3 separate regions of the Mus musculus genome follow, and regions 2 and 3 are each linked to region 1. Evidence: chromatin contacts called from public Hi-C data. All regions are on one chromosome and are shown on one strand. Each heading gives the region's core, a stretch centred on a gene start, on an enhancer-like site or on the middle of the called end of the contact. The rest is flanking DNA. Distances are from core to core; before and after follow the strand shown. Region 1 overlaps Gm14009 (a long non-coding RNA gene). Region 2 overlaps Morrbid (myeloid RNA regulator of BCL2L11 induced cell death). Region 3 overlaps Morrbid (myeloid RNA regulator of BCL2L11 induced cell death).

Region 1 (3,794 bases), core at 722-3,221:
CGGTGATCTCTACATGTGCAGAGTGGCACTTGTGTGCCCACACACATTCATACATGTATGCAGAACTAAGAAATGTAAGAAAAAAATATTTTAAAAGGGTACATCCGATTTTACAATGGTTTTCAGCATACCTCACACTAATGACATCCCATTGTTACCATCTGTTGCTTTTCTCGTTCACTTTTGTCCAGTTTCCTCATACGACAAGTGCTTTTTGCATCGGTAACTTTTTAGTGTGTATTAGTTAAATACAACAATGGATTTCATTATGAGAATTCAGACATGTATATAATGTTTTGATCATATCCACCTTATTGCTCTCGTACCCCCAACTCCACTGAAGCCCTCTTCCCAAACAACTTTTTCCTTCTACTTCCATGGCCTCCTTCTCCTCCTCTTCCTCTTCATCCTTTCCTCCTCCTTCAGCTCCTTCTCCTCTTCCTATTTCTCTTTCTCCCCCTCTTCTACCTCCATTCACCTTCTCACCTTCTGTGTCCCAATGAGTTTAATTAGGGTTGCTTACAAAAGCATGGGTAAAAAGTTATTTATAGGCGTAAAACCGTGGTAGTTGTTCAGTCCACAAGGCTGGATGCTTCAGAAGGTTCCTGGAGAGCTGCTGCTTTCTAGTTGAAAGCTTGGTTCTATTGTAGGCAAAGGAATGACCAGGGGCAGCGGCACAGGAGCAAATGAGTGCAGAGGCAAGGCGGGGGGGGGGGGGGGGGGGGGGGGGGGGGAGGCCGGGGGCGGGGGAGGTCGAGACAGGAGAAGGCAGACAGTCTTCCCTCCATTTTTTATCTGGACTGCTCCCTGAAAAAACGGCCACCCACAGTGCGTGGGGGGGGGGGAGGAGTAGGTCTCACATCAATCAAGGCAAGTGCTCCATCTAGGCTGTAGCTACCAAGCAGGGGCAAGAATGTGGGGGCTTTGGGCAGAAAGTGGACAGTTATGGGTGCTCATGCTAAGAATGCCATGCTTTCTTGCTGGGTTTTTATATTTGGACATTTTCACAGTGACAGGTGAAATCGTACACACAGTCCCCTCCTCAGTTCAGAGCAGACGCTCAACACTTCCCTCATCTACAGAGTGAGCCCAAGCCAAGGAGGAAGTGAGAATAAATTGCAATGAATGAGAGAATAACTTAGTTAGGGAGATGGTTTATCACTGGAAAAAAAATCCCCCAGTCTTACCCTGCCCTGGTGTCTCTTCACCTGTAAAATTTGACATTTTGATTGCAAAAGTAATATAAACAGACAATAAAATGATCGCTCAATAGAGAAAAGAAAAAAAATTAAATAAATATTGTATTCCTCTGGGAGAGATGGCTGAGCGGCTAAGAGCATTTGCTGCTCTTCCAGATGAGCTGAGTTCTTGACACACGTCAGGTACCCGACAACACCTGTAACTCCAGCTCCCGGAGTCTGACCCTTCTCCTGGCCTCCCAGGCACCTGTACTAACATGCCCATACCCACATGCAGACACGTAAGTAAACATGAAGATAAATCTTCAAAAAAAAAAAAAAGATTCCTTGTATGAGTAGCTGAGTAGCCTCATGAAGACAGTGCTTGATGGTTTGTTAGTTACTCATAGAGGGGTAGGGAAGAGAGAGAGAGAGAGAGAGAGAGAGAGAGAGAGAGAGAGAGAGAGAGAGAGAGAGAGAATGCTACCTATTATTTTGCAACTTCCCTTTTTTTCTTGAACATTCTTCAAAGGAACACTCTACAGAGTAGAGTAAATAGTTGCTTAAAAGAAGGTGTGGTTAAACCAGACAGTTTATGATCATGCTAATTTTAATTTTGACATGAAGCTAATTGTGAACGTTTACCTGGTACATAATTTTGTATACATATTATGCTTTTAACCTAAGAACAAAACAAATACAGCAGCAGGAACAACCCAAGTAGTGAGAGCTGAAGTTGTGGTTGGGATCAGGTGGCCTTTGGCGCCTCTGGGGACAGGTGGCAGCTGGGCCACGTGAGGGGAACTATTTAGCAGAGTGACTCAGCAGAGCCAGGCTGACCAAGATCATAATCTGTCAGGAAGATGATTGTTCTTAGTCATCCAATTTCTCTTCTACGATGTCGAAAACGCTCACTTGTCAGGTCCTCTCTGCTTTGCCAGTTGGAGCTTGGATTTTCATTTTTTCCCAGGACTAAGCAATTCTGTTTGGAGCTAACTTTTGGGGGCATCAACGGTGTTTGACTCAAGTTTGAACCCAAGATCTCCTCAGACATCCTTCAAACAAGTATCCTCCGATGATTCAGAAACCCCACAAACAGAAATGTTAGCAAAAGACCTAGGAAAGCTGACCTTCAACCATAGTGCTATGAAGCTTTCTTCTCCTTGACCAGAAAAGGACATCATCATCACCACCACCACCATCATCATCATCTCCACCGCTGGAGGGAGAATGGGTGGAGAACAGATGTGGAGAACCATGGGGAAGGTTCAAAGTGCCTTTCCCAGGAGAAGGGTCCAGACATTACTGTTGGTACAGAATGACTCTGTAGCAAAGAGAAACAGATTATAAGGATTGGATAGAGCTATTGGTCTTTGTGGAAATCAGTTTGAAGAAGATAGTGGACCATTCAGATACATCTGCTCTTTCTGCCTGGATCATAGATGGATCCTTCTGAGAATGCTGCCCTGGGGAGAAAGTAGGACAGTCAATTTAGGCTGAAATTGTACATTGCCCTTTACTGCTGATAATACTGATGTAAAAGCTTTTTTTTTTTTTTTGAGATGAAACTGTACAGAGATCATTTTGAATAATCTATGCATGTATTTTGTGATTTATTTCAGTTCTTTGGCAATCATTTTGACTAGTCTATGTACAAGTTCTGTGATATATTTCGACTCATTTGCTGCAATCATTTGACCAATCTCTGCGTGAGATCTGTAATGCATTTCCGTTCTTCTATTTGTCTGATGCTGCGATATGTCTTCCAAACTTGTCCCCATTGATCTATATGGGATGTGTAAAGTCTGAATGCAAGTGAATGATTTCATTATATCTTTATGTTCCAATTTGACCCAAAGAAGAGTGAGTGAATTCAAATACTCTATGAGCTTCAGAAGCCTAGCGTCTGAGATGAAATACAAGGATGTGAAAATATAAGTAGAATTTAGGGGTAATCTGGTTAGAAGGTAAATAATTAGATAGTCGATTTTCCCAGTTTGTAGGTATTTATCTTAATTTCCAGTAATAGATATACGGAACTGATTAAAATGGGTGTGTGTGATCAAAGTGGTTTAGGTTCCTCTTTGCTCGTTTACAAATAAACCCTGTGCATGCTCATCCACCTCAGTGCAAATGTGAGCAGGGCCCAGCCATCGGGGAGGGCCTACTGGCTTCCCCAGCCATCGGGGAGGGCCTACTGGCTTCCCCAGCCATCGGGGAGGGCCTACTGGCTTCCCCACAGTTTCTTTTCTGTACTTAACCTTACATGATATTTCCTGCCACCTGGTTTGCATCCAGAACTGTTTCTCACATAGTATATTGACTTTACTCCCTTGGCCCCATGAAGCACCATTGTGCTCAACACAAACCCGTTGTCCCTGATTTTATATTGTTGGCCCTAACAGATTATTAAAACCCCAAGGAGGAGGACATTTGTGTGCAAGAGGTGATGGGCTGCCTACTGTAAAACAGAACTCTGGCTTAGGCCTCTTTGTACACACAGGGCTCCTCTCTGACAGTACAGCCATCAATTTCATCAATAGTAAATGTATCCATCATCAATAGTAAATGTATCCAAAGCCGTGATTATGAATGTTTCTAGGTTAGTTGGGTGCT
Region 2 (3,794 bases), core at 583-3,082, 160 kb after region 1:
TCCTGCTTGTGGGTTTTTTTTTAAAGATTACTTTATTAATTATATATAAGCACACTGTAGCTGTCTTTAGACACACCAGAAGAGGGCATCAGATCTCATTACAGATGGTTGTGAGCCACCATGTTGTTGCTGGGAATTGAACTCAGGACCTCTGGAAGAACAGTCAGTGCTCTTAACTGCTGAGCCATCTCTCCAGCCCCCTGCTTGTGGTTTAAGACACTAAGCTGTCTGAGCTGTCATGCCTGCTTGCTGCCGCACTTCCTCATCATAGCAGCAGGGGACTTTATCCCTCTGGACCTGTGATCCCAAGTAACCCCCTCCTTCTAATAATAGCCCAGGTCATGTTGTTTTGTCACAGCGATATAAATGTAACTAAAACACACTCTCACCTGGGCCCCACAGTGCTCACCTGCAACCTCAGCACACAGGTGGGAGCGGCAGGAGACTCACTCTCAAAACACCTGCAGCCTCTGGTCCCCGAGTACAACTTTGTTATCATCCAGAGCCTCATAAAACAGAGACATAAGGCCAGAGGAGGGGAGATGGGGGTGGGCAGAAGAGTCATTCTGTAATATAGAGAGAGGAAGGGTCCACAGACAAGGAGTGCTAATAGCCTAGAGAAACCAAAACAGAGGGAGGCGAAAGCTATCTGCTGGTACCAGACCCATGGCACCTTGACTCCTGCTAGTGAGAGTTATTTCAGCCTCCTGAACTGTACCAGCAAACATCGGTGCTACTGGAAGCTCCCAAGAGTTGAAGGCAGCATGGGAAAGACGGGTACTCTGCAGGAGAAGAGCAAAAGCTAGAGGAACCAAGCGGGTTCCTTAAGCCACAGGGAAATCCCAGGAGGTGTCCAGACTTCCTCCTGCTGGGAAACAGCCTCCAAATACTGGAGCCTGCAACCCCTCCCGAAAGTCCCCTGGGCCAGGCACCTCGGAGCCCGTGGCTCTGAGAGTCATTCAGCATCTCGCTTACTGTGCCCACTCTCGGCCTAAATCACCCAGCTGGCGGGAATTGATTATTCTATAAGGCGAAAAGGAGGACCCACCATGCGAGCTGCAGTGCATGTTGGGAACAGGGCCAGGCCAAAGGTCCGAATAAACAGGGCTGCCAGGTACCCACCTAGAGTTATATCCCAGGAAGAAGTCCAGACAGGCAGCACTCAGAGTAGGAACTGCTAAAGGCTCCCTGAGGGGCTTTGCTTTGAGGGCCATAGGCCATTAAGGCATTTAAATCACAGTGTGTGTGTGTGTGTGTGTGTGTGTGTGTGTGTGTATGTTCATGATGGTTAGGTGGAGGTGGCGGTAGAACTGGGCCAAGGGTCTTGGTTCATAGGTGTCCCAAGCAGGTATGTCTCAAAAGATGGTAGCTAGACATGAAATACTTCTTGCTGGCTCATTTCTTTCCAGCCTGGGTGACAGAGTGTGGTGTGGGAGAGGGGGAGGGGAGGTACATTTGGTCACAGCCCTTGTTTACCAAAATGTCTTCTCCTGAGCAAGAAAAAAGTCCCAGAATAACGCAGGGGTAGGGTTGGGGTAGGGTGTCCTTGACCTCCTTCAGCTCTCTTGGTTACAACCGTCAAAATTGTCCTTCAAGTTTAGTCCCCAAAGGCGTCAGAGCTTGACAAAGATGAATGGGGAACAGCTGTCCCTTGGCCATCAGAATCGCAGCTCTCTCCTCCCTGTGTGGACTATGGGACATGGAGAGTGTGTTCCTCAGTCTCTGAGGCCAGACAGGCCAGACTCTGGTCACCAAAGTTTAGACTCAGCCACTATTCGGAAAGCGGTGGCCCAGGCTTTCCCTGACACAGTTGAGCAACTTGAGGCCTTGGGAATTTGGGTGTGCCTCATATGAGGAACTAAGCCAGGCTCTCACTTCCCAGTGGGGGCTCAGCTCTACTCCCAGAGTCCCTGTTCCCAGGCCCAGGATACAGGCAAATGGAGCTCCAACCAGGAGCCAGGAGCCCCCTTTCAGGAATTAGGGGACCACTTGCCTTCCTACCTGACTCATCCTTCCCACCTCAAGGGCATGGAGATGATGACAAAAGCCATGTCCATCTCTAGTCACTGTTGGTGACACCCTCCTCCTCTGCTGTCCTCTGCACAGTGCAATCCCAGGCTCTCATTGCCCACACCTTTGAATGTCCCTGGGCTCTGGAAAGCTAAGAGTCCAGTGGAGCTAGTGACTTCACTATGTCCTGCTCAGGGCAGCTGGCGCTAAAGGAACAGGTGTGTCCCATAGAGAGCTGGGCCTTGCCTCAGTTGTCCCAGTGTGGACTCAGAGCACCTCCATGTCCAGCTAAGGCCTAGCCCATGCTGTGTCCTAGATACCTGTGGTTAGGAGGGACAACTCAGGTGCTCACCACAGGTTCTAATCCCAGCACCAGGACTTTCCTTTGCCCTGGGGGATTGTTTAAATTGAGTGCCTCAGTTTTCCCCACCCCTACATGGTGATGAGTTTGGGGTGTTTTTGAAAGCTGCATGTGAGGGTTGAATAACACTGGAGAGGCAAGGGCCACATCTGGCATGAAGGGCAGGCAGGGTGTGAATGAAACTGAGTGTGGTTCTCAGACTCTCAAACAGAGGGCCAGATTGATTACCACAAAGTAAGTCAAGGTCCCTTTTAAATACCTGGCCAGGCTCCCCTCTGAGCAGCATTGGCTCTGAGGCATGAACAGATGGCAGAAGCCTTTCCTGGCAGCTCAGTGTGGAGGCCTCTTCTCTGGGGGCTGGCCTTTTCTAGGTCCTACTTCTCTTCTTCCTTACATCTCCTCCGGGCAAAAGCTAATCCTGTCATCCATTTACCAAAGGGGAAACTAGGGCTCAGAGAGGTTGCAAAAATTGTCTTGGTGGTAGAGTGACTCAGGGCTGTACTGTGAACTGTCCCCTGTCTGTTATGGGGTCTGCTCACTGTGGTGGCCTTTGCTGCCTGGGCCAGGGAGAGGCAGGACCAGGAACTAAGGCCAGGACGTAAGACACCGGGACCACGTTCTCACATCACTGTGATCTGTAGGTAGACAGCACAGGGCCCCACTCAGATGGGTACTCTTCCCGGGACCAGGACCGAGGAACAAGGAAGATAGCATAGCAGACGTATGAGCCTGGGGTTCATAGTGATTCGTCCAAAGGACCTTGTGCCAATATGCTCAGGCCTCATGCATCTGTCCCTCTGGGGAGATGTGGATGGTCTTCCCTAGATTCACCATAGTTAGCAACACACACACACACACACACACACACACACACACACACTGGCAGCAGTAGGGATGCACTCAGTTGCCTGGTGTCTGGTTTCTTAAGCTAGGCCAGGGAACTTTTATGTAGAATGTTAATTGGGCTCTGCCTGGCCCAGGATACCTGGCTGTGACAACAATGTCCCCATACTTCTACTGCCTACCTGCAAGGACCCTGCCTCCACGTTCACTTCTGGTAGGTTGGACTGACCCTATATCTAAAACGCTAGCGTCCTAATATTACTTTTAATGGTGTCTTGAGTTGAAAATGATGGAGTCTCAAACTACTGTCCATTGCTCCAAATTCCTAGGCTGCCCAGAGTTTTTGTCTTGTTTGTAATAACATTTTATTAGAACACAATGGCTCTCCTCTGTGCATCACCTCTGGCTGTTGCTATGCTACACTGGCAGAGAAGCTCTAAGACACTGAAGGGCCTGCACATCTAAGATAATTTCCAGCTAGCCATTTTGAACAAAAGTTTGCTGAAAAATCAAAACTCAGTTGGAAGTTTGATTCTGTGAAAGCCTTAACAGCGTGGGGAAGTTATATTCTAGATCTCTA
Region 3 (3,794 bases), core at 618-3,117, 130 kb after region 1:
GGTCCAGAGGCACGTTTGAGGTTATATCAACCCTGGAGGTCCCGGCAGAGCCACAGGCACATTACATTTTCATGTTACTGTGTCTTGAAGAGGCTGCCAGGTTCGACAGGATTTAGGAAGACTTTACCCCCCCACCCCAAAGGTAGTTAGAGGCTGTGCAGCCCAGTCTTGGTCACCTTATTTTTGAGTCAAAATCTCTCACTGGCCTGGAAGCCTCAAGGGGAGCTACAGGGATCAGCCTGCCTTGGTCTCCCCAGAGTCTAGCCTTTCTCTCTGTGGGTGCTTAGGAGACAAACATTTTATCAATTGGGCTATCGCCCCAATCCTTTGCTCCCCTTTTAACAGTATGAAACGAAGCAGAGCGGTGTGTGCAGACCCACGCTGCCGGGGACGTGGGTGGACCAAGGTGGGAAGCAGGATTCCTTCGCTCCGCTTGCCCACCGTGATTGGATCCCTACCCTAGACCCCCTTCCCTGCTTCCCAAGGCTAGCACCAAGCTGACAAGAGGACAACTTGAACTCTGCTTTACCCAGAGACAACTGGAGGTAGAAAGAAGGGCCTTCCTGAAGCTGCAAGAGAATGAGAGGCCTCTAGGACACAGCTCTGAGTCACAGTGAGCAGTGAGGATACCACCACAGATGGCCCCATATGGTTGCAATGTGTAGGAGGCTGCCAAACTCTCAGGGGAGAAGTGAGAGGCCCACCTGAGGACTGTTCTTGGGGAGTCGAATCTGAGCAATCATAACCCGACTTTGCTCACCCCACCTGAGTTGGGGCCAGCCTGAGCAACAGGCCACACCTCACTAGGTGTCTGCCTATCTCTGTATCCCCCCACATCCTTCCCTAAGTGACACGATGTTGATGTAATCAGCCTGGCAGGATCCAGAGTTACCTAGGAGACAGGCCTCTGGGTAATGCCTGTGAGGGATTCTGGGTAATGCCTGTAGGTTAATGGAGGCGGGGAAACTTCCCTTAATTGAAGGTAGCACCTCGCTGTGGGCTTAAATCTAATGAAATGACAAGCTGGCACCAGCAGTCATCTCCCTCTGCTTCCTGACTGAGTGTGACACGTGACCTATCTCTTCCCGCCCCTTCAGCCCCCTCTTCCCACACCAACGTGGATCACGAGCCAAAAATAAGCCCATGTTCCCTTAACTGCTTCTTGTCACGTATTTGGCCACAGCAACAACAAAAGTCACTAATGCTGTTGGCTACATTGATGAGTTCCAGTCTTTATCTCCTTCACCCTGTTAACCATTTTAGGAACACATCTCTGTAGCATTAACTACCTCCCCACTGTTGTGTAACATACTCTCCAGGCCACTTGCAACATTGTGACTCTACAGCCCATGAGCAATCGCTGTCCACTTCCCTCCCCTCAGCCCCTGACAGCTTCCATTCGGCATCTCTCTAAAGTTAACTGCTCTTAGCACTTCATGGAAGTAGAATCAGACAGAATGCCCTTCCACATGTGGCTAATTTTCATTAACTACATCTGGACTCCACCAAACCCCATGCTGCCTGGCGGTCCTGGGAGGTGAAGAGCTTTCTCAAGCCTCAGATCAGAGGATTTGTAGTTCTCAAGGAAAGGTTCCCGCGTGTGCAGGGGAGAACCGGAGTAGCTGGCTCACTGTGTGTGCCCCCGACCCCAACATTGTCCATCAAACACACCCTCTGTGCTCACAGCCTCAGGAGCCAGATTGCTGTTTGGAAGCCATTGACAAACCCAAGCTGCCCAGAACCCAGAAGTACGTGATACCCACTTCAACGGGGGTTATGTATTTTAATTCTTTCCCCCTTCAAGGAAGGGGAGAGAACTGAAGCTGTTGATGGAAACCCCACTTAAATGGATCAGCACTGGGGAGCCATGTGCACATCTGTTCTTAACAGGTCTCAGCTGAAAATATACCTAGATCTGTTTATGTGGAACCAGCTAAACATGATAAGATTACAACTTGCAGGGTAAGGATGGAGTTAGGAGTCAGGGGGTGGGGCGGGAGGAAAAACCCATCCACACTCAGTCTGTGTGTTTGCGCCTCACACTTAACCACAGATGTGTTGACTGGGCCGGATTTGCTGTGAATTTTAAAAGCCAAAATGGTTCAAGATTAGTTACAGACAAACTCAAGACCTTCCCACAGCTTTTCTGCAGTTCAGCCTCTCGACTTACTTCCCCCCCCCCCCCCGCCCCCATGAGCCCAGGAGGAGACTACAGTTGGGATGTCTCTTGAATTTTGAGTTCTGGCCCATGAGAAAGACAGTATGCTAGCTACTCACACAGAGAGGACACAGAACACCTTAAGCAAACAACTCAAAAGTAGCGGGGGTGGGGGAATGACGGTTTCCTTTGGGTCAGGTTACAGCTCATAGTTGACATGTTCTATTGGTTGTAAGCCTGTGGCAAGATCACTGTAGTGGGAGCAGGGGCTTGGTTTCCTTCACTTCCCACTAATGACATCAAGTTCTATACCCATCAGAATCACACTCATGGATTAAATCATAACCCTCAATCAACCAATAACTTCTCAATGATTGGATCTACCAGCTGAGGCCTAAAATTTCAACCCAGAAGTCTTGCAGAGACCTTTTTTATATCCAAATCATTACGAACACCAATCCCCCACCCCACCCCTCACCCCCACCCCCGCCTCCTGCTGCCCCAGGAAGGGTTGGCATGGGTTGAGGCATGTGTCTTTTTGCAGGCTCTGTGCTCTCTCAGGGTCTTTTGGCTTTGGACCTACAGCTACAATCTGAAGCTACACTGTTAACTCCAGCACAGAGCTGAGCAAGCAGTCTGGATGGTGGCTTAGAGCCCTGGTCCTCGAGCAAATGGCTAATAATGGCTTCAGCAGACTAACACTGGGAGGAAGTAGACCCTGTGGTCTACTTTTCTGAGTTTTGCTGAGATAGAAATCACTGGATTTTTACATGATGACTCCAGTATTGAAGGCAAATGAAAACCACAGCCCTGCTGTGGCTTTGGAGCCTCTCGTGGGTCTGTAGGTGTCTCCACAAGTGGGAGGAAGAGGCCTCATTGGCTTTGCCTGCTCCAGGCTCTGCGCAGCAGGATTCCCGTCCCCCAGTATAGGAAGACCCCATCTTAGGTGAAAGGTGTCACAGTTTAGTACCCTTCTCCACTTTCCCTCTGAACGCCATCATACTCCATATCTTCACTCCATGGTTTGAAACTTGCACTCATCTGGAGACATCCATCCATAATGGAGCTCTACAAATTGATATCAGTCTATAAAACGCACCACAGGATACAGAATAATGGTCACATAGCCTCAGAAACAATCAGCTGAAACTGACATCTGAAAGCACACATCCTCCTGCATCCCCCCACCTCGGGGGGGGGGGGGGAGGGGAGCTGTGATTGGTAAGGGCTTCATTCCCAATGGGCCTCACGCTGCGAGCACTTACCTAGTTTAGTTCATCAAAAATCACTTCTTTTAATAAGCAGTCCACAGGAAAACAATTATGGATGGCAGTTTCATTACACAGGAAGTTCTAGAACAAAGAACTCATCACCCACAATTCTGTGACCTATTAGATGATACAGAATTTTAATTAAAAAACATTAACATGTTAAATTGATGGCAAGGAAGGTCCTTACCACTTCAAGGTGTTAGAAAGAAACCAGGAAGGCAAAATATGGCTGGTAGGCTATCTGAATGAACTGTGCAGTGTGCCTTAAGATTTGTCATCTGTGGCTTTGTGTCTGAGGCTTTCTGCTATGTTTGTTTTTTAAGACAAGTTCTTACTGTAAGGCCCTGACTAGCCTCAGATTGATG

The links. A called contact is a pair of places that touch in the nucleus more often than the background predicts.
Region 2: a Hi-C map of bone marrow-derived macrophages shows a contact between it and region 1, with 42 read pairs. The contact joins two enhancer-like sites. A contact is called at or near these places in 1 of 15 datasets of contacts at CTCF or cohesin (CD8 T cells), 3 of 484 Hi-C or Micro-C datasets (bone marrow-derived macrophages, morula and peritoneal macrophages), 5 of 115 datasets of contacts at active chromatin or transcription factors (CD8 T cells, bone marrow-derived macrophages, embryonic stem cells and 2 more) and 1 of 9 other capture datasets (liver).
Region 3: a Hi-C map of bone marrow-derived macrophages shows a contact between it and region 1, with 41 read pairs. The contact joins two enhancer-like sites. A contact is called at or near these places in 1 of 15 datasets of contacts at CTCF or cohesin (CD8 T cells), 4 of 484 Hi-C or Micro-C datasets (CD8 T cells, bone marrow-derived macrophages, morula and 1 more), 7 of 115 datasets of contacts at active chromatin or transcription factors (CD8 T cells, the SCID.adh cell line, bone marrow-derived macrophages and 3 more) and 1 of 9 other capture datasets (bone marrow-derived macrophages).

Annotation. Positions count from the first base shown.
Region 1 is chr2:128,202,245-128,206,038 of GRCm38.p6, forward strand. It overlaps Gm14009 (a long non-coding RNA gene), which reads left to right. Exons shown (of 3, transcript XR_866719.1): 3 at 2,149-3,036. Among named protein-coding and RNA genes, the nearest start is that of Gm14009, 34 kb to the left of the region's middle. Within about 2 kb of position 1,972, at least 84 of the 459 cell types and tissues checked have an H3K27ac peak or open chromatin away from gene starts, as enhancers often do. A contact at or near this core is called in the SCID.adh cell line and bone marrow-derived macrophages, where this site is marked.
Region 2 is chr2:128,358,974-128,362,767 of GRCm38.p6, forward strand. The region is part of intron 1 of Morrbid (myeloid RNA regulator of BCL2L11 induced cell death); the gene reads right to left. Among named protein-coding and RNA genes, the nearest start is that of Gm14010, 62 kb to the right of the region's middle. Within about 2 kb of position 1,833, at least 24 of the 459 cell types and tissues checked have an H3K27ac peak or open chromatin away from gene starts, as enhancers often do. A contact at or near this core is called in bone marrow-derived macrophages, where this site is marked.
Region 3 is chr2:128,332,949-128,336,742 of GRCm38.p6, forward strand. All of the region lies in intron 1 of Morrbid (myeloid RNA regulator of BCL2L11 induced cell death), which reads right to left. Among named protein-coding and RNA genes, the nearest start is that of Gm14010, 88 kb to the right of the region's middle. Within about 2 kb of position 1,868, at least 68 of the 459 cell types and tissues checked have an H3K27ac peak or open chromatin away from gene starts, as enhancers often do. A contact at or near this core is called in the SCID.adh cell line and bone marrow-derived macrophages, where this site is marked.